Linked DNA regions of Mus musculus: region 1 is linked to region 2. The links are chromatin contacts, called in public Hi-C maps. All regions are on one chromosome and are shown on one strand. Each heading gives the region's core, a stretch centred on a gene start, on an enhancer-like site or on the middle of the called end of the contact. The rest is flanking DNA. Distances are from core to core; before and after follow the strand shown.

The links. Hi-C and Micro-C count contacts between places; a contact is called where the count stands out from the background.
Region 1: a contact with region 2 is called in a Hi-C map of rod photoreceptor, with 4 times the contacts expected there. The contact joins two enhancer-like sites. A contact is called at or near these places in 6 of 15 datasets of contacts at CTCF or cohesin (the G1E-ER4 cell line, the NIH/3T3 cell line, embryonic stem cells and 3 more), 185 of 484 Hi-C or Micro-C datasets (the 63-12 cell line, the AML12 cell line, B cells and 110 more), 27 of 115 datasets of contacts at active chromatin or transcription factors (the 230-238 cell line, CD4 T cells, CD4 single positive thymocytes and 20 more) and 4 of 9 other capture datasets (adipose tissue, embryonic stem cells, liver and 1 more).

Annotation. Positions count from the first base shown.
Region 1 is chr14:120,393,950-120,400,396 of GRCm38.p6, forward strand. It overlaps Mbnl2 (muscleblind like splicing factor 2), which reads left to right. Exons shown (of 8, transcript NM_207515.2): 6 at 2,502-2,655. Among named protein-coding and RNA genes, the nearest start is that of Gm26679, 8.3 kb to the left of the region's middle. Within about 2 kb of position 4,527, at least 29 of the 459 cell types and tissues checked have an H3K27ac peak or open chromatin away from gene starts, as enhancers often do. A contact at or near this core is called in rod photoreceptor, where this site is marked.
Region 2 is chr14:120,253,995-120,259,802 of GRCm38.p6, forward strand. No RefSeq gene overlaps it. Among named protein-coding and RNA genes, the nearest start is that of Mbnl2, 19 kb to the right of the region's middle. Within about 2 kb of position 3,582, at least 21 of the 459 cell types and tissues checked have an H3K27ac peak or open chromatin away from gene starts, as enhancers often do. A contact at or near this core is called in rod photoreceptor, where this site is marked.

The sequences.
Region 1 (6,447 bases), core at 3,277-5,776, 140 kb after region 2:
GGAGAATTACTGTGAGTTCAAGGCCAATCTGGGCTAAAAAGTGAGGCTTTGTCTCAAAAACAAAAACAAAAAGAAATCTCTAAGAGTTTGGGCTGTTTTTATTTTTAATATTCCTTTTGTTTTTTTGTTTTTTTAATCAGTCCCCAGTATTCAGGGAACGTTATCCAAACTGCTTTCTAGAACATTCTCTTCCCTGTTGGGGATTCCCTGCCTACAGCTCTTTCCACCTTATTTCTAGACTCTTTCTCCAAGTTGCACAGCTCCTAAGCTGTCTTCTCTCACATTTGTTTTTGTTTTGTTTTGTTTTGTTTTGCTTTGTTTTGTTTTTTTATCCTGAGTCATGGAATGATGGGCAACTCTACCTTTGCCAAGGAAAACATCACTGATTGTTCCTGTCTTGAGGGTGAAGCTCCATCTCCCTTCCTTTCAAAGACCTCCGTTCTCCCACGACCTTCAGACTGAATTCTATTGGACAAACCTTGGGGATTTACCTATTGTTCTCATCATAAAGGGGGATGGCCATTGTTCCCATGCGCATTGAAGCTGCTTCCTGGACCTCCTTACTTTCACAGAATCCTATCCTAGAATTGTTTCACCTATGAACAACCAGAAAGAAGAGATTTTTTTTTTTCCATTGAGGTCTAAATCAATCCATAGCCAATACTCTTGGTTGTTTAAATGAAGCCATCTTCCCAGAAGTACTGGTGTAAGTTGAAGGCAGCGCTCTGCCTATCTGAAGGCAGTTCCCTGCTAGTTTAGCTGCTTGTTCTAGAGAAAGTCCCACTTGCCATCAACCGGTTAACCCCTGATCGTAGCTAAAAGTACCGATAGCATTACTAAAGAGAAATGCCTGTAATACCCAACGACGTGACATGCCTTTTGTAGAGGCTACTTTCTTAGTATATACTCTGGTAAGTTGTTTGAAATACATTATAATTTCAAATGTAGTAGAAACAGAACGGATGATAAGTTAGTATTTTGAAATGAAGCACAGTAAAAGTGAAACACTGGGGAAGTTCCTGTTTAAATTCAAATTGTCCAAGGTCTGGAATGTTCACCCACATGCTGAGACCCACCCTACACCCTAGCAGAATGAAGACAGGAACTGAGGCAATTTCCCATGTGATTCAGCCAAAAAATAACGACCCAAACCCAAACCGTTTTGAGTAAATAACCTTGTGTTTGAATATTTTTTGCCTGAATTTTTTTTTTGTCTCAGTTTGCCACTTCATTTTGTTAGGTTAATCTGAATCAAAACAGAGCTAAATGAAGATTTTTTTTTCAAATTGGAATGTACTTGATTTCTTCATTATTTTATATCAGAACTAACTTATCAGATGTTCTTCAGCCCTATGGTCCTTAAAAGTTTTGCATCTCCCCCACCCCCCCCCCACTCCCGAAGCAATATAAAAAAGTGCTTATGGTGTGTATGCAAGCTGCTGTTTTAATTAACTTTCCTGAATTTCAAACATCTATATTTTACTCTCTTATATGCTTTTAACTAAGGTATAGTAGATGCATTTTTTGCTTCGATACTAATTTAAGGTGTAATATTCATTTCTTTAGAGAACATTTTTGTTGTTGTGCATGCCTAGTGTTTTGTACGTTGTATATTGCATTCAGAATATTTTTTTCCTTCTCACCTATCCACAATGCAATGCCGTTCCCATGATGCACCTCTGCTTGCTGTTTACCTGTATGTTAATTCGCTTGAATCCCATTGGCCCACTGCCATCATGTGCTCGCTGCCTGTTATTAAAAGACTCAGTCGACTGCCAAAGCACTGAAGCGACCTCTCGAAGCAACTGTAGACCTGGTACTTTGACCTTTCACCTTTCGCTTTGCATGTAGCTTTTCAGAGAACCAGCCGAGATTTGTATGTAAAATACTGGTTGCAGCCAATCATTATTATTAATTTTAAAATGGAGGAATTCAATAAGGTGTTTAGTCATCTCATTTGCATATGTAATCTGGGAAATAAATATTGAATCTAACAAAATTTTAATACCTTTTCCAAAGAGTGAAGCAAATTTAAATTATGTGGCTCAGAAAAAATGCTCATTGTAATTCTTATTAACCTTTAAATTCAAGAAACTGCCATTCAGTTAAAGAATAGATATTAATAATAACGCAAATGCCAAATGCTCCTTTCTCCCCTTAGTGTAGTTTAACCTGTATTTATTAAAAAAAAAAAAAAAAAAGCTGAAGCCATTTTTTCCATTGTTGTTGCTTGGTAGTTTTTCTTTCCCTTAGTTGAGATGCTACTGTTTTTGGGTTACAGAATTCATGCTTCCGCTCTCAATAACAAATTCTCACTCATTCGACATTGCCGCTGTTTAAATTAAGGTGCATGGCAGAGGCATCTCTTTAGCTGTCATTTTTTTTTAAAGAAAGAAAAGAAAAGAAAAGAGAAAGAGAATGTTGCAGTTGATGATCTCTGTGGAGGTGGAATGCAAGCTTGCTTTAAGTTGGACACATCTTATCGAATTCTTCGCTTTCAGGCCTTCCCTCCGGGTGCTCTTCATCCCTTACCAAAGAGACAAGCACTTGAAAAAAGCAACGGGGCCAGCACGGTCTTCAACCCCAGCGTCTTGCACTACCAGCAGGCTCTGACCAGTGCGCAGCTGCAGCAGCACACGGCGTTCATCCCCACAGGTACGTGCTCTCCGTGTCTGTGTCCTGTGTCCTTCCAGTCACGTGCTTTCTTCTCATCTCTTTAAGCTGTTTGGTCAAGGCATCTAGTTTGCGTTTAGAAGGTGCGAATACAGCCTGGCCCACCACAGCCCTGGCTACCTAGACCTGTTGACCTTGCTTTGATAACTAAAGGTAGTTAGCATTCTAAAGTAAAGGGTTTGGTGGGATTTAGCTTGAGAGACAGGGAGCGGTTAAAGCTTTGGGTCTCTTCTATTTACGCAGGCCCCCAAAAATAGTTTATGCAAGCAAGATTTTTTTTATATGAGATAATTGAAATTTGTCCTTAACACTCAATGACCTAAAAATATAAATTCCAGTAAATACTAACCGTTTTTTCCCTGCTTCTGTTCAGAGCACTAAAAAGTCTAAGGCTACTCAAATGAAAGCAATCTTCTGCTCGTATTTTATATCCATTCTCTCTCTCTTCATCCTTCTCCACTCTCACCAAGTTCACAGCTATCTGGAGTGCTTGTCCTCCGTTCTAAGCCAATGAGTGATGAGAGGAGGGGCTACTGTCCCTTAGCCTACCAATCGCTGGAGACCGTCAGTTTACCACGTGGTCTCATGGGCAGAAGGGTCTTCATGAATTCCTCATCCAGTGGACTGTTTTACAAATGAGAAAACTGAGGCCCCCAGGATAATGAGAAGTGACTTTCCAAGGTGGCAGAGCTGACACAAACACCAGGTTCCAGTGCCCGGTTCCATTTACATAACATTACACCACCTCCACTGGCCCCAAAAGTCTACAGACTTTCCCCCAAACCAGATTAAAATGGGGTTTTGTTTTTGAAGTGGCATGAAAAATCCATTCAGGTAAAGAAAAACAATGTAACACCCATTCTAACTCGATTCCCCACCTCCCACCCCCCGCAATATTTTACCCAGTTCAGAGACTGCAGACACGGCCACATGCACACACACGCGCGCGCACGCACACACACACACACACACACACACACACACACACACACACTCACTCACTCGCACAGACATGGTCATCTTCACTTGACCAACTTTACCTTTTAGTCTCTGTTAGAAACAGGTGACTTTGAACCTTATTGGAAAGAACATCCACTGAGTTTTTCCAAGCCCATATTCCTTGTCCCATCACAACAAGGAGACACTATCATTAATCAATGTGATTAGATATGTTAATCTTAGAGTCCATACCTATGAGCATTAGGGTTGGAGTTTATTCTAGTAACAGCCTTTGTATAAAAACTATAAATGAATGGTAAACTATATGAATTAGTATTTTAAATGAATTAGTAACCAATAAATAATATATATATATATATTAATAGAAATGCACTGTCAGAAAGTTCATGAGTTCTCAATCTATATTAAAATACTTTCATATCTTACCCCACTGCAACCTTAATTAATGGCATTCCGTGCTGTCTTAGCTTAGCGTATTTATGATTGTAACACACCTGAAATAACATAATCACCAGAAGGTCAGCTCACCCTGAGGATCCTGTGTGGTTACTACAAGTGTCTCAGTGTAGACTTTGTGGCCATTATATACTTTAAGGGACAGAAAAAAGTGCTGAATGAGAAACTATGAAAGACAAGGTCTGTTTCTGAAGAGTGGGTAATACAGACGATACCGTCTCCTGGGAATTCCAGTGAGGCCCTTTACATCATGTGAATACCCCAATCCAGTATGGACTGGTTGACTAATTCATCAAAAGCGTCCCCACTCTAAGATTCTGTAGAGACGCCCTTAAGTGTTTGCAAAGCGAGGGTGAATAGCATAGCTTAAGCAATAGCTCAGTGCTGTGGATGGGTAATGGTAAACAGTCCCTGTTAGCTGGGCTGTGTCTGTCCGCCCTCTGGTGGATTCCCCTGGAACAGTTCAACTGTGTTGGCGACTTTCTGTAGCCTTTGGAAGCTTAAAGGTGGACTGTAGCCCGGTTAGTTCTGTGAATTACAAGTGCTTATAGCATATTTGCTATATGCTATAAAGATCACAGTGGATAACCATGTGAATTTTGTGTACTGGAGTGGTATTTGAACTTCCAACAAATTCACTACACTTCTCTGAAGTGATAGAAAATATTTTATTGAAATAATTTCAGCATAAGCTCTCACCCAATTACATTGACAGAAAAATCTCCATGATTGTGGTAGGCTTTCTTGTTTGTTTGCTTCAGGGAATCTTTCTTATAAACAATGTTTCCAACTTTATGTAAAAGGTGACAGCAATAGTAATTATTTACCCTGGTTGCTTTAAAACCTCTGCAGATCAGGTGATGACACTGTGTGGTGATTTTTAGCAGATGGTTAACCCACTATTTTCAATGAACATTTTTTTTAAATCTTTCTGTTACTGTTTTACATAAGCAGTTTTCATACATACAGATCAAAAGCATTTTTTGTGTGTGTCTTCTTGGACGGTTCCCTGCAGTGGAAGGCCATGCATAGCAAAACTTTTATATGTACTGAAATCCTCCCACTGACACAATATGAATTTGAATCTTAGGCAATCTGCCTCTAGGCTTTAAGATTTCAATGTAAGGCACAGGATATGGGATTATTCTCTACAACCATGGTGGGTGGAATTCTCCTCTCTTGCTTCTTTCTTTTTAAAAAAAACAAAAAAACAAAAAAAATTATAGAGGTTATTTTAACTAAGAAGTTTATACATTTCCCTTGCTATGATAGGAAGGTGGCAAAATCACCCATGGTCTCAGAAACAGCCGTGTGATAAATAGCTTTGGGCATCTCTGTGACAAGTTTATTCTGAATGACTCTTAAGTATTCTTGCACACACTGTCATTGTTCTTCAAGATGGCACAGTGCTGTCAGTGGCGAGAAGTTATTTGCATTTTGCAGATGGAAAAACTGAGGCTGTGTTTACACTACAAAACGGCATGCACACCACTAAGAATTACCCAACTAGTTCTGGCCCACAGAAGCTTGGGATGAAGTACTTGTGCAATGGAGGAAGGAAGCAAACGGCTGAGATGCTTACTTGTACAGAGCACCGGCATCCCGGTGAGACGTTGATCAGGTCAGAGAAAAGGCAGTGCAGAGTCCTTCCTTAAAATACTTCACTATGTTAGAAGTGCCTGTGGGAGGCTCTAGGCCAGACATTTCCGAGTAAAGAGAAACCATAAACGTTTCATAAAGTTTCTCACACACTTGTAAAAGGTCTGTTCACCCTCAGTGGAGACGTATGGACTCTATTTGGTGCACTGAGCATTCCTGAAGCATGTGCTATGGTCTGAGTTGCAGACATGCTATGAAAATATAAAGGGTCCCAGAGCTGGGTAAAAACCAGAGTCCACAGCATGAAGGATGAGCTGGGTGGAAGGGTGAGAGGCAAGGTGTTCATCTTCAGCAGATGCAGGCATGAACAATACAGAGCAGGGATATTTTCCAAAGCAGGAGAATTTGCTAACAACTTTAAAGGGGAGTAAGATTGCACCGTTAGGGGAAGAACATACTGGGCAGGTATGACAAGAGTAGGTTTGAAGAATAGAGCCCCAGTCCCTGTAGCAATAGTATACATTACTCGAAGGATCTGTGGGAAGACCAAAGGGTGCAGCTGGGTGAAAAGTGGAGAGGTGGCTTGGAAAGCAGAGCAGAACCAGGATCTGGCATGAAGAGAGCAATCCACCTGTCCTAAGCGCCATACGCCCCATGTTCAAATCACTCTTAGCCGGCACAGAGGGGCCCAGTGAAGTCACGTGGTCAAGCACTTCCCACATCCAAGACACAAGCCAGAGTGACACACTGCTCTCTGTG
Region 2 (5,808 bases), core at 2,332-4,831:
CCCAAACCTTCAGAGCACTATCTTAGCTTATGCCCAGTGTAGAAAAGCCATCTTCCCATTACTGCTGAGTTGCCCCCTTTTCTGGGCACTTCCATTGCTGTCCCTCTGTGCTCCAGGGGAGCTTAGACTCCCCTGGAGATCTGCTTACTGCACTTTCCTCTGTCTCAGAAACACCCTCTTCTCTGGTATCTCCACTGCTTGCTGACCTGCTTTCTCTTAGTGTTTAACCAAATTCAAGTTTCTTGATGGAGTTGCCTCTGACCTCTAATTGATGTTAGAGACACCTGCCAGACCCTGAATTCTGTACCCCTGTCTCTCACAAGTCTATAACACATCTACTATGCTGACATGTGTACTATGCTGACACATGGTATTTCATTAAGTTACTGACAATCTTTCTTTTCTCTAGAAAGGTATGTGTCTATGTGTGCTTTATACCTTTAATTTTTTTATCATTTTATTGTATGCAAGTATATTTTTTGCCTGCATGGATGTATGTGCACCATCTGACTGCAATGCCTGTAGAAACCAGAAGAGAACATCTGATTCCCTGGAACGGGAGTGATAACTGGTTATGAGCCAGCATGGGGGTCCTGGGAATGAACTCAAATCCTCTGCACAAGCAGCAGATGCTCTTGACCACTGAGCGCTCTCTCTCTCTCTCTCTCTCTCCCTCTCTCTCTCTCTCTCTCTCTCTCTCTCTCTCGCCTTTGTTCTTCAGTAGCTCAAGGGTATCTACAACCCAAGCCAGCACAGAGACTGCCTGAGAAATAGATGGATCTAACTGAATGGACAGTGAATGAGCAGAGGAAGCCCACAAGGAAAATGAGTACAAAATGTAAAATTTGGAACTAAATAGAGTAGTTCATTCATTTGCCTGTTGTATTCCACCTCCTTTCATGGTAAAATGCTCACTAAAGTAGGTGCAGAGAGAACATACTTCCATGTAATCACACTGTGTGCTTCAAACACACAAACAACATCACACGGAACCCAGGAATGTGAAAAGCATTTTTTCTAAAATCTGGATCAAGAGAAAGGATGTCTTGTTTTGTCACATTTGTTCAATATACTAGAAGTCCTAGCCAGAGCAATTAGGCAAGAGAGAGAAATAAATAACATCCAAATTGGAAAGGAGGAAGACAAATTAGCCCTGATTGCAGACAACACAATCTTATTCGTAGAAAAACCTAAGTTTTCCACCAAGAAAACCGTTTGACCTGGTAAATCTGGTAGTTACAGAACACAAAATCAACATGTAGAAGCCGCCACGTCACTGCGAACCAACAGTACACCAGCTAAAAAGGAAATCAAGAAAGCAATCCCATTTCCAATTCTACCAGAAGAACTATGAATAAATTCACCAAGCAGATAAAAGATATCTACAATGAAAATTATAAGACACTCAAGGAAGATATTCACAATGACATCAATAAATGGAAAGACATATCTTGTTCATGAATAGGAATACTCAATGTTAAAACATCCATATTACTCAAAATGGTTTACATAGTATGTCCCCATAAAATCTGATGATAAGCCTCATATAAATAGAAACCAATCATAGAACTCATATAGAAGCACAGATAGCCAAAGCAATACTGAGCAGAGGTGACAAAGACGATGGCCTTGTAATGCTTGGCTGCACACATGCAGCATACACTCATACATGCACACATACATGCACATACATGCACATACATGCACACACTGCCATAGGAACCAAAGCAGCCAAAGTGGGCTGCCTCTGCCTGCCACCTAATCTGTCTCTGGAGGCTGTGTCAGTCTGAAACATTGGCCGCAGTGACACATGTCTTCTTCGTGGGGGACAGCAGCCACGTGACCTTCTCCTGCAGGCCACATGTAAGATCTTCTCCACTCAGCAGCTACCACTTTCCCATGGAACACCACAGGTCATGCAAAGCTTGTTAATGTATCTGGGAACATCTCTGCATTTTAAACATTTCCAACATCTATTCAACAGAAGATGGTTTTATCCAGCTAGGGGCATATATAATCAAGCTGTTAGCAACGTGCAACTAAACTGAGGAATTCTACCTTTGTTTCATAAACAGAATTCAGTTGTTTTAATTAGGGAATTTACTTCCATCTGCTGGTTAGATTTACAGTTTAAATGGAAAGAAAACAGGCACACTATCTTAAGAACACTGAAAATTTTGTTAATAGTATACCAATTAAATGACAGATAGAAGGGCTTAGAGAGATGACTCAGTGGTTAGGAGGTGTTCTGGCTCTCACAGAAGACCAGAGACATGTTCCCATCACAGTGGCTGAGTAGCTCACAACCATCTGTAACTTCTGCTACCAGGGATCCAGTGCCCTCTTTTGGTCACAGCTGGGACTGCACTCAGGTGCTGACACATGTACACAGATGCACACGTAAACACATACGTTTAAAAATATTTAAATGGTTGGTGGGTTTATTTGTGGTAATTCTTCTTAAGGAGTAGGAAGGGCTGTTTCCCATCTCACACCAGCATGGCTCCAAATCTCAGCAGACATTGGTTTCTGAGTCAATGCAGCTGGCTCTAGAGGAATTAAGTGGCCTTTGCAGAGTTCTCTCTCTCTCTCTCTCTGTGTGTGTGTGTGTGTGTGTGTGTGTGTGTGTGTGTGTGTGTGTGTGTGTATGGCAGAAGTCAGGGGTGGTGATATACTCCAAAGATGGAGAACCACAAGCTGATCCTGTCCCAGGAGCCAAAGCAATGCAAAGTCAAATAAAGCAAGAGGCTTGTATTCGGCTCAGCAGTTAAAAGCGCTCACTGTGTAAACAGGAGGATCTGAGTCGAAATCCTCCTCAGCACCCACATAAAAGCCAGACGTGGGCTACAAGTGAGAGACCTCGTGATAAAGGGAAATGTCTGACATCTTCCTCTTCTGGACCCCACATGTGTGTGCAGTTCCCTAAGCATGGGCAAGCACTCAAGCATGAGTGTGCACGCACACACACACACCACAAACGAAATAAAATAAAGTAAAAGACAAGAGCAAAATGTTTTCCTTGACTGCACTCCTTGCACTGTATTCCTTCTTAATAGGAAGTCGGGGTCTATCTGGAGGCTACTTTGTCACAGAGTGTCCTTTAATGGACTCTCAATAGACTGCCTTTGGATTGCAACCCCTCTGCTATCTTCCCTCCTAAGAAAAGAACTCCCGTTCAGAACAGAATCCGTCAGGGGGTGGGTGGCAGCTGTTTTGGTTGGATGTAGAGTTAAGTAAACAGTTACGACAGCGGGGCTTTTACTAAGATGATTTAATAAAGCTCGTTAATGCTGTTGATTTACTCAGCTGACCCAGATAGAACACAAAATTCAACCCTGCCCCACCGCAATGTGTCATCAAAATGGATCTCTGTGTTAAACGCACAACCAACGTTAAATTTTAATTTTAAATTTAATCAAATATGTGAAGACAAAAACCCAGAGAGGTAGGGAAAGCCTAGTACATCTGGCGAATCTGATTCTTCACCTGTTTTTGTTTTATAACCCAGGTGTTCACTCTGCCTCACCGGGACTGGAGTGGCTTTACTCTTATGTAACACACAGGGCTATTTCTGAGATCAAAGATCAAAGCTATTAAATCAATCGATAAAAAGCAAATATGTAGCTAGAGATGGCGTCAGCCCCCGGCAAACATCCCTTTGTCTCTCTCAGTTGTATCCATAGTCATGACTCAGCAAGAAATCATCTGACCCAGCAAAATCTACCTGGGATGCATTTGCTGCTGAGCCTCTGAGAGAAAATAAGGAAGCAGGGGTGCTTTCTACCTCCATGCCAGCTTTGTCCACCTCATTCACGACACGGCTGCTGGGGATAGCACCCAGGCTATTCCAGGAGTCTGTGGTTCATTTTCATAGATTCTGACCTCTCAGCCTTCACTCAGCTGATAGGAGTGGGAAGACAAGGAGAATTCTACCTTTTGTTACTGACAGTGAAAATCAAGCCCAGGCTATAAAACTTGCATAATATTAGAACTAGGCTATGACCCACACTGAAAACAACAGGCAGTGTTTATTGGGCATTTATCATTTCCTAAGAACTAATGAGTTCTGGGAAGTGCCCCTTTCTATCACAGCAATGAAGCCTCCTAGGGCCCAGGGATCTCAGGCTAAGACTAAGAGAGATGAGCCTGCGCTGGGGCTGATTAGCTCCTAGATCCTCCCACTATTCTCAATGCCTCTTGGATTACCTTTAATAATGTTAACAACGATGTACTATCTCCACAAGAACTGAAGCAGAAATGAGCTTGGGCGAAGAGTGGGATCTGGGGTCAGCAACGTGCGTGCGTTTACACTGAAGCTAGTGTAAATGTAGTGAAGCTAGTGAAGTAGTGGGGCCTTGAACAAGGAATTCCACAAGGCTAGGTGAGCAACAGGCTTGGCCTTCCAGGATGCCCTGGGTCTCCTCTGTCTCCCTTTCCTCCACTTGCTGTTTTCTCCCTGTATTTCAGTCGCCTCTGTCCCCACTCCCCATACAGGGCAGCTGTAAACCTCCATCAGCTTGTGGAAAAGCACCAGTGACTAGTTTCATCATGTTTACTAAAATGGACTTGAAAATGCTAGCCACTCACTCAAGGTGAGTCCAAACAGTTGTTTCTGCTCAGACGGAATTCTTACTCCCTGAGCTTGCTACCCTGAAGACCTGTGTTTCCCAGGGCGTAACTATTCTATCAATAGGAGCTATCCATTTGGGGTTCAATAGTATTATACATTTCTTTCCTGCAGAACTTCTCAGGGTCTTTATTACTCTCGTATACATTGGGTATCTCCAGAAATGCAATATTTCCCAAATAAATCCCCTAACTATGGCTCTTTAAGTCTTAAGCCATTTTGCAAGGTGAGATTTTTAGGAAGAAAAAGCTTTGGGAATATCTTAGAGTTGGAAGGCACTAGTTAATAAATGTAGGGCTCAAAGGGTGCTTCTTTACTCTGACCTGTCGGATGAGGTGGCCTCGCACACAGTCTGAATAGTCACACCTGTGCTTCAGTCATATATATGTTCATTTGCGGAGCTGAAATGGGTGCCATTTGAGAGACCTGCAGCCTGGCTCAGATAGTACAATAGAACAGGTCTGCTACTTCAATTCTAGAAAGCTAATTCATTGTTTTTCTCTCTAGCCTTCTGAGATACGGAATCCTAGTCCTTAGTTCCTACACCATTAGGGGCAATGAGAAAGAATCTTAGTGGAAGATACATGTGGGTCAAGGCCTTGAGAAGAATTTGAGAGAATCATAAGAGAATTTAAAAACAATCAGAGAAGAAACATAGAGTAGATCCAAAGGTAGTCAGACCCTAAGAGAATCCACCAGGTTTAACCTTCACCTAATGCTGTTTACCGGGTAGGTATATAAGTTGAACACATTGGATATTATCCAACTCTAAGTGTGCACATACTTTAAGAATGTTGATTTTGGAAGGATAACTGATACATGAATAATGTTCTGGGTATTTAAATATGTGATACCATGGTTACAAGAGTGTGTAGCCCATGGTTACAAGGCTGTTACCCCACAGTTACAAAAGTGTACCCCATGGTTACAAGATTGTGTACCCATGGTTACAAAACTGTGTACCCATGGTGACAAGACTGTGTGCCCATGGTTACAAGACTGTGTACCCATGGTGACAAGACTGTATGCCCATGGTTACAAGACTGTGTACCTATAGTTACAAGACTGGGTTACCCATGGTTACAAGACTATGTAGCCCATGGTTACAAGAATGAACCTGGATATTCGTCCAGCAATCAAATGGATCAAGAGTGAATTATTACAAAGAACTTCTTTGTCTG